Regions from separate parts of the Sus scrofa genome. Here region 2 is linked to region 1. Evidence: chromatin contacts called from public HiChIP or PLAC-seq data. All regions are on one chromosome and are shown on one strand. The core of a region is the stretch at or near the end of the contact, and the rest is flanking DNA. Distances in the headings are between cores, read along the strand shown.

Region 1 (5,676 bases), core at 562-3,061:
ATTATCTAAATTATTCTCTGCTCAAATTCAAGTTACCTAAAAGCAAGCAGTTGCAGCAACAAAAAACATACAGGTGTTACAGACACATGTATACATGTGTCCAAGCACACACACCCTATCACCACCACCATCGCCACCACAAATACTCAGCTCAAATGCTGGTTCTACTACCTATTTTTTTAGCCTTAATCCACTGTGTAGAAAACTACTCAGAAAATATTTGACACCCCCTGCCAATAGAGTATGTAAAAGAGGCCATCAGTCAGAATTTACCAAAGTAAGTTCTCCTAGAAAACTGGAGAGCTAAGGGAATGACCACCTCTAACAAATAGTTTACAGGCAACTCAGACCATCAGGGACAGAACCTCCAGTGGCCTAATGTGACATCCAGAAATGACTGCCCCCAAATCCTCAGCCCCTTTGCACTAGAACAATCGCGGCTTATCTCTCAATGAACATCATTTCTCAAAATCCTGCCTCAGAAGCACCTGGAGAACCTTCAACATCATCCAAACCTGCCTCCCATGGGAATTCCTTTAAACCAGACATTCCTGGGAGTCAGAGCCAAAAATAAAAGGAAAAGAGGGTGAAAAAAAAATCATGGGAAGTTAAAATGTTAGGACTCCCGCCAGGGAAATTCCTTTGGTGATCAGTCCCTATCTTCACCCTGAAACATACCTTTGAAGGGCTGAAATAACAGTTCTCTTTGGAATTTTTCAGACATTAAAATGACTGGGGAAAAAAAAATTATCGAAAGCAATCATCCTAAGGAATAAATAAAAGAAATGAAAGCAAAACCAGATTTTAACCAACATTAGCCTTCCACTTTCTCACACCATTTTTCCCTTTCATGTGTGTCTCCTTTAAATGTCTTCTAAACAAAAAGCCAAGTGTGGTGTCACTCAGTGAATAAGAGTGACAGTTACCACATCTTCTGACTCAGAATTAAGGGGACAAATTCATAACCTAAAACTCCAGAGATAGCCTTCCGCTTGCCCCTCAGACTGAGTCACAGCAGAAAACCAAAGATTTCCATTCCCGTACTTCTCTGTCTAGAGAGATTTATGACACTCAGCATTTTGATAAATACAAGAAAAAGAGCGAAAACAAGCAGAAATGTTTATAATATTTCCCATTTCAGTGTACAACTTGACAGAAATTTTTTAAATATTTCAAAGCATCATAAGAATTCATTACTCTAAACCAGGCATTTCCAACTGAAAGTCTTATGATCTCAGACATAAAGGTCCAGTGATTCAACTTATAAGCAGAGGACTCAGACATTGAGAGATCAAACATTTTAATCGAAAAGCAGGCTTTTGAAACCCAGGTTCTGTAAATATTTATCTCCTTTTTCCTCTTCCATAGGAAAAGGAAGTAATAAATTCCCCCAATATATCAGGTGATTAAGACTCTGAAACACAACGTGCAAACTCTGAAATACAACGTGAACTGAGATCTCCACGTAAAAGGTCCATCTTTTAAGGAGACGTCTCTGTTCCTCTTCTTTGCTTAGTGGAAACAGAACATGAGTTAATGATGACGGCAGATTTTCATTTATTTGTAAACATCAGTCAATAGATGGGGAAATGATATTGGCTCTGTGTTTATAAGCCACAGTAGAAAATTGAACAATAGCAGACCTTTACTGAAACAAAAATAAAATATGAGTCAACAAGATCCTTGCCAAACAGAGGTCTCAGGACAGCCTTGTTCAGTCTTCTGGGAATCCCACTCCAATAAGCACAATAAAAGCAGGACGTGCCTCATTTCCTTCAACCCCTCAACATGCCTCTCTTGGAGATGTTTGTAAATTTCCTTCCTCTACGCATCTAGCTGGCAAACTGTCGTCATTTCTTTGGGGTAATAATATCCTGTTGATGTCTGGGTAGATCTGTTTTGAGTGTTTCCTCTACACCGCACATATACTTTTAATATTCTTTTTCAACACAACGCCAGTAAATTATTTTTCAACGTATTTGAACATAGTTCAGCGAGGTATGATTTGATTAGATGGAACGAATGGCATGAGATTCTAATAAAATGCTGGTTTTACTTGTGGATTTACAACCTAGATTTAGATAATAAAGTAACTCCAACAGGAAAGAAAGAGGCATTTTCTGCTTTTTTTCTGAAATTGAAAATATTTACCTATGCTGCTTTATTAATATAAATATTTTCATTCAATCCCTATGCTGGAGTTTGGAAATTTCACACAGCAAAAGAGCAGCCTTACCACTAAAACACTCACTTGTGAAAATGGCAACTTTTATTTTACTTCATATAAAAATTGCACTAAGCACTTTAAAAAGAGAGTTTTAAAATGTATTCCAGAATGAAGGTTAAATACACTATAAATTCAGTCAAATACAATGAGTGATTTAAAACTTTGGCCTAAATAAAATATTTTTTAAAACAAAAATGTATTTATACCTGAGAGTCTATTTCTTAGACAAAGAAGTTTTACCTAAAGCTAAATAATTCCAGGCAGAATTACACTTCTCAATAAAGTTATATGATATAAAGGGAGAAAATTATACAGAATGACAGCTTTGAAAAATAATACTCAAAAAGTAAAATAAGACTAACTCTCAACTAATGTAATTTGCACTTAGGCAGACATTTTGGTTACAAAGACAGCAAAAGCTGATTTGTGAAAAACTAAAAATAATTGATTATCACTACAAAGCATTAGATTTGGAGCTAAATTAATTGACATGTAGCATTCACTGCAATTCCAGATAACACCTTATTTAACACATGAAATAATAAGAATCATGATCCTGAAAAATGTCCAATGTCATTAATAATCCAGAAAATACCTACTTTAAAACAAAAACAATCAGATACCAGATTTTTCAATACCAACTTAATAAGATAAAAATAATGCAAAGTGGCACAGCCTTCCTAGACAGCAATTTGACAAGATATGTAAAGAGCCTTTCACCTAATAATTCCCTAGGAAACTATCCTAATATCTTTGTAAATGAAGACAAGTATTTAAAGACAAGGCTGTTCCAAACAGTGGTCAACAGGAAACTGTTTAAATAAATTTTGGAAGAACCTATGATGGGATATGATGCTGCCTTTAAAAGATCATGTTTTTGAAAATGTCTAAGAACATTGGAAAAATGCTCATGATAAAATGTTAAAAAGTAATATACACATTTCATATTAAGTTTTTAAAAACAAAAATTAGAATCTTCAGTCTTCAAAATATTAATATTGGATATCTCCACAAAGAAGATATATTATATTTAGTCAGAAAAAACTGAATAAAGTTTATATATAGTTCCTAATTTCAAGTTTCTCATAATCTATTATTCAAATTAATTAAATTCAAGTATGGGTGGGGAGTGTGATGTATAATGGATTCAAAAATGACAGAATGTTCATAATTATCAAAGCTGTATAATAATGGATATATGGCAGTTTATTATACTATTCTCTTTATAACTGTTTGAAATTTCTGCAAATAACTTCCAAATAAGAATTTTAACAATAATTAAAAGGCATGGAAAATATAATAAGTGTCCTAAGAGTTAGACAAATAATATAAAATTCAGAGATGAGAAAAAATCATGTCTGGAGGAGGTATTGGCAAATCTTTGAATAACTAATAAGATTTCAATAGGCGAATTAGGTACTTGCAGGTAGGAATGAGTATGATGAGCGAAGTTATAGTGGGGAAAGGCAACTGGCCTTGAGCATTAGGCCAGTAAGTAACTAGTAACAAACCTGTGAAATCTAAGTGCTGCTCTCAAATTAGATCAAATTCCCTAATAGAAGATAGGGAGGCACCAACTTTTGGATTCCAACTAGTTGCAAGTCCCCTAATGAGTCAGTATTCTGCATATACAAATGTTCACCTGGCATGAAGAGGATAAAAAAGCATCATTGACTATTGCAGACTTCTGGGCCCACCCTTGCTCACTGAAGTAAAACTATCCCTTTTACTGGTGGATGATTCCTGGGTAATTCCCATGGGTTCTTTATTCTCAGTGGACAAAACCTCTCTGAGATCGAGGCAGGATGAAGGACAGAAGACAAAGAGCTCATTTTTTTAAATACTGTACTCATTCCTTATCCTTCCCAGCCTTCAGCCTTTTTTTTTTTTTTTTACATCAATAGCCCATCTCCATATAAATGTCCGATTTTGCAACACTTTAGGTACCACAATGTCTGTGTGAATGAGTCAGAATACGCATTACCAAATAGTGAAAGAGTCTAGTTTCCCAACCAATATTTATTTTTGAAAAAAAAATTGTAAATGCACGTGGCTTCTTATAATTTTTTTCCATAAATACTTAACTCCTCTCAAAGCTACCATTTAGACTACAAATGCATCCTTCAGTTTGTTAAAGAAAATCTGCATGACTTCCAACGATAAATTTGGAAAATGCAATAAGCTTTAACGGCCGTGAGATATGATTCTGCTTTCTTCTCTTTTTAAAAAAAGCTACTTATTCTTGAAGTAACTAAAATTTCAAAACACAAATATTTAAAAAAAATTTTTTAAACAGATCCACACATTTGGTAATTCTTTCTCTTATTTATATAACATTCTCAAAAATCTTTTTGTTGTCTTTAAAAATATGTATGTGTGAAAGTTTGAGGCCAGGCAGCCAGCATTACTGGTAGCCCCTGTTAATGCTAATTGAGTTAGCACAAACATGTAAATCCCCTTTTATAGATGCCTGGCTTTTCCTCTATCCAAGACCAAACCATAATCTACAAAGATAAGTAAGGTCTATGTTCTTGACTTGCTTTGCATGTAAATTCTTTTGAATAGATAAGCTCTTGGTACGTATTTCTCCTCTGAAAGATCAAAGATCATTCTTCAAACACCAGGTTTCTCTCTTATCTTCCATCTCAGATTTCTACTGTGTCTTTTGCCCTTAGCTAATGTTCCCTGGATGGTACCAAATTAGTGAATACAGGCATTCTTCATAACTATTTGGAAGTGACAAAGCAACAACAGGAGTATCCTGGCACCCAGCAGCATGGTCTCCATGCTGACTTCCTGATGACTAAGCATGTGTCTGGAAAAACAAACAAACAAACAAACACATATGCACGCCCAGAACAATCACACACACACATCACCATGCTACTCAGTATTCACCACAGTCAGTAAGGAGACCTGAAATTTCATCTCGTGAAGATGAGAAAGTGAGGACACTTAATCCAAATAAATCACTGAATAGATAACTTTTAAAGAAATCTATAGTTGCTAATATCACAGTCTAAAACTGGTTCTTAAATGTCCCTTACTCCAGGGTGAACTTTGTACCAGGCAGCCTTAAAAATGAATTTTTAGCAAACTAAAGCTTTTTGTACATAAAAAGCAAGCAAATGAACAATTAAAAAAAAAACTTTATTTTGTAAAAGGGATCAATGTAAAACTAGATTGATGCACAAAGCAACTGATGTGTATTACTTTTTTTTACAGAATGTGTTGAATAGTACAATTTGTTATGTATTGTTATAACTCACATATATATGATATAGGCACAGTGCATATAAAAGGTTTATTACTACTAATACTGTTAACCTATAATATTAAATGAATATTAGTTAAGTGCCAAGCACAATGCTCATCAACTAATAGCCATGCCTATTCGATCCCTCCCGCCCTATATATTATCAGAAATATTATGTTTTTAAGGACGAGAA
Region 2 (5,275 bases), core at 2,552-5,051, 83 kb before region 1:
CTCGAGAAGAAATACAGAGATCATACTTATTCAAAATCTTCCATAGTTATGTAGAAAAGATCACCTTGTGTTTTGAATGTGTATTTTTTTTTCTCAAGGAACAGACTCTACACATTTGCATTAATAAATTTCTATTTTCAAGCTCAATAGAAATTGCAGTACAAAAAGCAGATGTGTACATTGGATTCTTTCAAATTAAATTTCCAAAAGCAGAGCCTATTCTAGCTCAAGATCAAAGGAACTAAAACATGATCTCCTCCCCCTTCCAATATAATTACAGAGATTTCATTTCTTTTGTTACAATGAGCACAACAGGTAAATCTCAAACCTGAAGGATAATGACCAGGTGCTACGGCTCAGCTTTGCTGGGTTGCTGAATAGCTCTGCTTGGAGCCCCTGCTGCTTAAACTACCATTCTACAGGAAGAGAGAAATGCCTCATGCTCTTCTCTACTTTATTCTTGGAGATCTGTTTCTTTTTCGACCTCAAGACCATACCGAAGGGTTGTCTGATAGACACCACCCATTTGACAGCAGGGCTGTTCCTAAGGAGGGCATGTCCATCCTAAAAGGCACATTCAGGAAAAAAAAAAATCATTCGTAGACATCTTTTATTGGTAGTCTAGCTAAAAACCCTTTTGGAAGTAGATGGGGTATAAATAATAAATAATGAGGAGTGACACTGTTAGAAATGTCATATCCTGGCAGCCCTGTGAAAGGACACGGCCCTGGGGAAAGAGAAGAAAGAGATGCAATCCGCAAAGTCATCCAAAACTGAGGTTCGAAAGAAAATCTGTTCCACTTTGGAATCATTAGCATGATCTATTTCTTTGGGGAATATAGGTAAAGAGAGTACAAAATTTAATGTCGAAACCCACAAAAACACATAACTTTGGGAAAGAACAGCCTCTAGGCTTAAACATCCTTGAGAGCAACTGCATTCTACATATGTATTTCTATCTCCCTTTTAAAATTCCTGGTACCTCATTTCATCCTTTGCTGCCCATAGGCATCTGTTCCCCTCTAATTATTTGCCATTTAGAAAAACTCTGCTTAAATTCCTTGTGCATCTGTCCCTTGCTTAGTGTATATTTGTGATGCTTAAATATGGTGTTTGATATTAGAGCAGCCTTGCATATAAGTACAAAAACTTTCCCATCCCAGAAAAATATTCCAGTATCCTCTTCCCCAAAGCATATATCCAAAGTAAATTCAACATTCCCAAAATTTTATAAAACAAGTACATACTCTTTATACATCCTGTGCACGTGCGTGTGTGTGCACGCACGCACACACACACACACACACACACACTCCACAAAGACTTGGCTGTTGGTAAACAAAGCTTCTAGTGTATCTTCCAACCAATGCCTTCACATTGCAAATACCATCAAAAATACACTTTCTAAAATAAAATCTTTTACTTTAAAATAGCTAAGGGTCTCCTAGCTCCTAAATTATTTTTTGCTAGTCTATGAAATGGACTATGACTATTTTGCATCAAAATATTCTTATTATAAGGATAACCCTCTTGAGAATATAGGGAAATGAACATGAAAAATCACATAAAGTTTGTTAAAATAAAAACTCCCATATCAAACAAATTTAATTCCTTCCTACATCTCTTCCACGCATCCTTCTTTCTCTTTGCCCCTTCCTTCATTCTTCCATCCTTCTTCTACCTCTTCCTCCCTTCACACTCCTTCCCTTAAGGAAGAGGTATTATCTGAGGGAAAAGCATTGCATTGGGAACAGGAAAATTTGACTTCTAAATTTAGTTTTGTCAATAGCTAGGTAGACTCTGTTTCCTTATCCTAATTGGAATCAATGATCCCTAGGCTAAGGAATAATTACTATTAATAACATTAGTAGTAGTAATAAAAGTAGTAATAGTAGTTTATTCTGTGCCAAACATTTTGCGGTACAGTGGGGTGATTAACGGCCTGGATTTGAATCCCAAATCCATTTCTAATGAATTAATGACCTTGGCAAGTTGCTGAATATCTTGGGGCCTCCATTTCCTTATCTCCCCCCAAAAAAACTAAAATAACATCTACGTCAAGTGGATGTTCTGAGGAACAAATACCTTAAATGTTAAGGGCACTCAGAATATGTATTTATTCTTTATCATGTCTCCACCATAAGTTTTATGCAGAAAGGCAATATCTTTTGTTCACCACTATATTCACATAGGCCCAAAATGTGTCTGCCACATGGTATACAGGTGGTAAATAAACTGCTCTTCAGTGAATGAATGGATGGGTGGATGGAGAGATGAAGAGACAAAGCAGCCTGCCTTGTTAGGGTAGAAACCATGATTCTGAGACTGAACTGTTAAATACTTACTAGGTGAAATTTATATGGTACTTTGCATGACCTCTGTTTTCAGGAAACTGATAATTCATTATGAGAATGAGGCTAAGTATAAACAATGATCATTATAAACCATAAAGAAAAAAAATCACATTAGAAATATAAAAGATGGCTACTCAGTCAGGTCAGGGGAAAAATAACTCAGTTCTACAGGAATGGGGGAGTAGAGTCTTCCGATGCCATGATTCCTCCAAGAAAACTCTCAGCAACAATCAACCATGGCCATTAAGTAATTAAAGCCAACAGACAATGTTCAGTTCTCATCTTCTTTGGCAATCTTCTGTCTTTCCAGACACTCGCACCCCCTCCTTCTTAAAAATATGAGTGAGATTATGTGTAACTGGATCACCATGCTGTACAATAGAAAAAAATAATAATGCATTGGAGAAATAAAAAAAATAAAAATAAAAATAAAAACATGAGTGACATGGCTTCCATGACAACACATTTCCTTTGGCTCCTACTTCTGGAGGTTCTTTCATTCTCAAGCTAAAGACTTGAAATGTTGACAATTCTTCAATTGTGAGGCCCTAGGTTTCCTTGTTACCTGAGACACCATATGCAGCCTTACATCATCAACTTGCGTCTATACGTTGAAGACTCCTTCAGTGGAAAACCTTTTGCTCAGACTTCTCTCATCTTTACACCCATAACCCCAACTGCCTACTAGGTATCTTCACTTGAATGGCATAAAAGTACCTCAAACTTAACACCAAACTTATGATCTTTCTTTCTTTTTTCTTTTTTTTAAAAACACCTAGACATTTACTAATGTTCCCTGGAGTTTTACAGAAATTGAAAAAGAAATGAAATTACATTTATTAAGAATCTCCTATTTCTAGGCCCTGTGCTAGATGCATATATCTCATTTAATCTTCATTACAATGCTCTGAGAAGATCTCATCATCGTCATTTTTAAGATGAGAACAGTAAGGCTCAGAGAAATTGCCTCCATTTCATCACAGACCATGGATTTCAAGCTACAAGGCTCGAAATTAAGAGGATGAATAATGTTTGGTGTCAAGAAACAATCTTGTTCCCTTGGCTTGAGCTTTATAACCTAGAAGATATTGTTACACCATGCGCCTCCTGATTCATACTGGAGAGTGATTTTGGTAAATCAATGAGAGCCCCATCGAGGGAAAGAAGGGGAAGTAGAGAGCAACATCTTAATCATCTAAAAACAGACAATCAAAAAGTAGAAAACTTACAGAAAAGAAATATTCATGGAGAAAAGTTACAAGTTAATTTAAAAAGAACTGTAAAAAATAAGGATATTAAACATATTCCATCAATGAAGGGGAATTTTAAAATCTGAAAATATATTCATAGCCAAAAAAAGGAAACAAGGACCACAAAAGGCCCACAGAAAGCACATAATGAAATGAATCTTGGTAGGGCTGCCCCAAATGAAACAAACCTCCTCGCACGGGGGGTTGAAGCTCTCTGACTCAAGCCCTGGCCACACACAATGTCAGCACCACCCATCTCACGCAGTCTTCCCCATTTCTTCCTTTGAAAGTCCCTGCAGAAGTTTCAAATCATTTTTGTAGAACATAAATGACTATACTTCAGATGCTGAGTTAGGACAAAACAGGGACCCTGTTTTAGTAATAGGTGACATGCTAGACCCTCACAGTTCTCTCATTTAAGAGGAGACTGCCATCTCTTCCATGATGATTCTTGAAAATCTCACTTATCTGACTGGTCAGCAGTAAATCTTCCTCAATCCTGATGACTCAGCCTCCACTCTCCAAATCTGCAGCTTCCCTTGTTTCTTTTCTCTCTTTTTTTTTTCTTTTCTTTCTTTCTTTTTTTTTTTTTTTTTAGGGCTATACCTGCAGCATATGGAAGTGCCCAGGCTAGGGGTAGAATCCCAGATGCGTCTTCAACTTATGCCACAGCTCACGGCAATGTCAGATCCTTAACCCACTGAGCGAGGCCAGGGATCGAACCTGCATCCTCATGGGTACCAGTCGGGTTCATAAACCACTGAGCCACAGTGGGAACTCTGTCCTCTGTTTCCTGACATGACTAACTGCAGTCTATTAAAGCTTGGATGGTTCAGCTGTTCACAGGCAGGTAACAGCTACCTGTCTCCTTGAAGCTGAAGATTCTGGCGATTGGAATTTCTCTCTCTACACATGGCTGGCTGGGGGGTTCCCAGACAGGGGAAATTAGACATGCTGACCTTGAATGTTACAAGCTATATTATTCACATCATATTAATATTAGACCACTCTTCTCCGCACATCCATTTTAGACATTTGACCTCTCCAGCTGTTAAGGAAAACTATTTTCCTGGCAGAGAGTAAAGTGGATCTCAACCCTATCTCTAGGAATCTCAGACAGATCCTGTTGCATTTCTGGCTCATTCAAATAAATAATGCCCAAATGATGGGTAGTTTGGCAGGGAAAGTACTGGAAAAGAGAGAGAGAGTTCGGGGTGTTTGACATGGTGGATGCTGAAGGAGGTGGGTTTCAAAAGGCAAAAAGAACGGGCTAGAGGAAAAAACAAGGAGTTTGAAGCTGTGCTACCTTAGATGGCAAACTACCTTTGAGACTAGGTAGTTTCAGGAAAGCTCTTCGAGTACACTTGATGGAGGTGCTGATTGGTAAACCTGTAGTGTGTCCGTCCCAATTTGAATGTGATCCCAAGAGACCTGACGTATGTGGTCTATGAACCACACTTTGACGATCACTGCCAGAGGACAGACTATCCATTGGTACATTTCTAAGCACAGGGAAAGGGAATCAGGAAAGAGAAAAGGTGAATGAAGAAACAATAGGAAAGATTCCAGAATGAGCAAGTTAAAATAAGCTGAAAATTCTGAGGATTATCAAAAGAATGAAGAAGAGCTGTTTTTGTTTTTCATTTTTCTGTTTTTCGTTTTCTAAGATGT

Evidence for each region. HiChIP or PLAC-seq counts read pairs in DNA pulled down with a chosen protein or histone mark.
Region 2: a contact with region 1 is called in an H3K27ac HiChIP or PLAC-seq map of alveolar macrophages. The contact joins two enhancer-like sites. A contact is called at or near these places in 11 of 47 Hi-C or Micro-C datasets (embryonic fibroblasts, fetal heart ventricle, heart right ventricle and 6 more) and 2 of 2 datasets of contacts at active chromatin or transcription factors (alveolar macrophages and skeletal muscle).

Annotation. Positions count from the first base shown.
Region 1 is chr1:105,003,615-105,009,290 of Sscrofa11.1, forward strand. The region is part of intron 3 of TCF4 (transcription factor 4); the gene reads right to left. Among named protein-coding and RNA genes, the nearest start is that of TCF4, 73 kb to the right of the region's middle. Within about 2 kb of position 1,812, at least 28 of the 83 cell types and tissues checked have an H3K27ac peak or open chromatin away from gene starts, as enhancers often do. A contact at or near this core is called in alveolar macrophages and retroperitoneal adipose tissue, where this site is marked.
Region 2 is chr1:104,918,645-104,923,919 of Sscrofa11.1, forward strand. The region is part of intron 5 of TCF4 (transcription factor 4); the gene reads right to left. Among named protein-coding and RNA genes, the nearest start is that of TCF4, 160 kb to the right of the region's middle. Within about 2 kb of position 3,802, at least 4 of the 83 cell types and tissues checked have an H3K27ac peak or open chromatin away from gene starts, as enhancers often do. A contact at or near this core is called in alveolar macrophages and retroperitoneal adipose tissue, where this site is marked.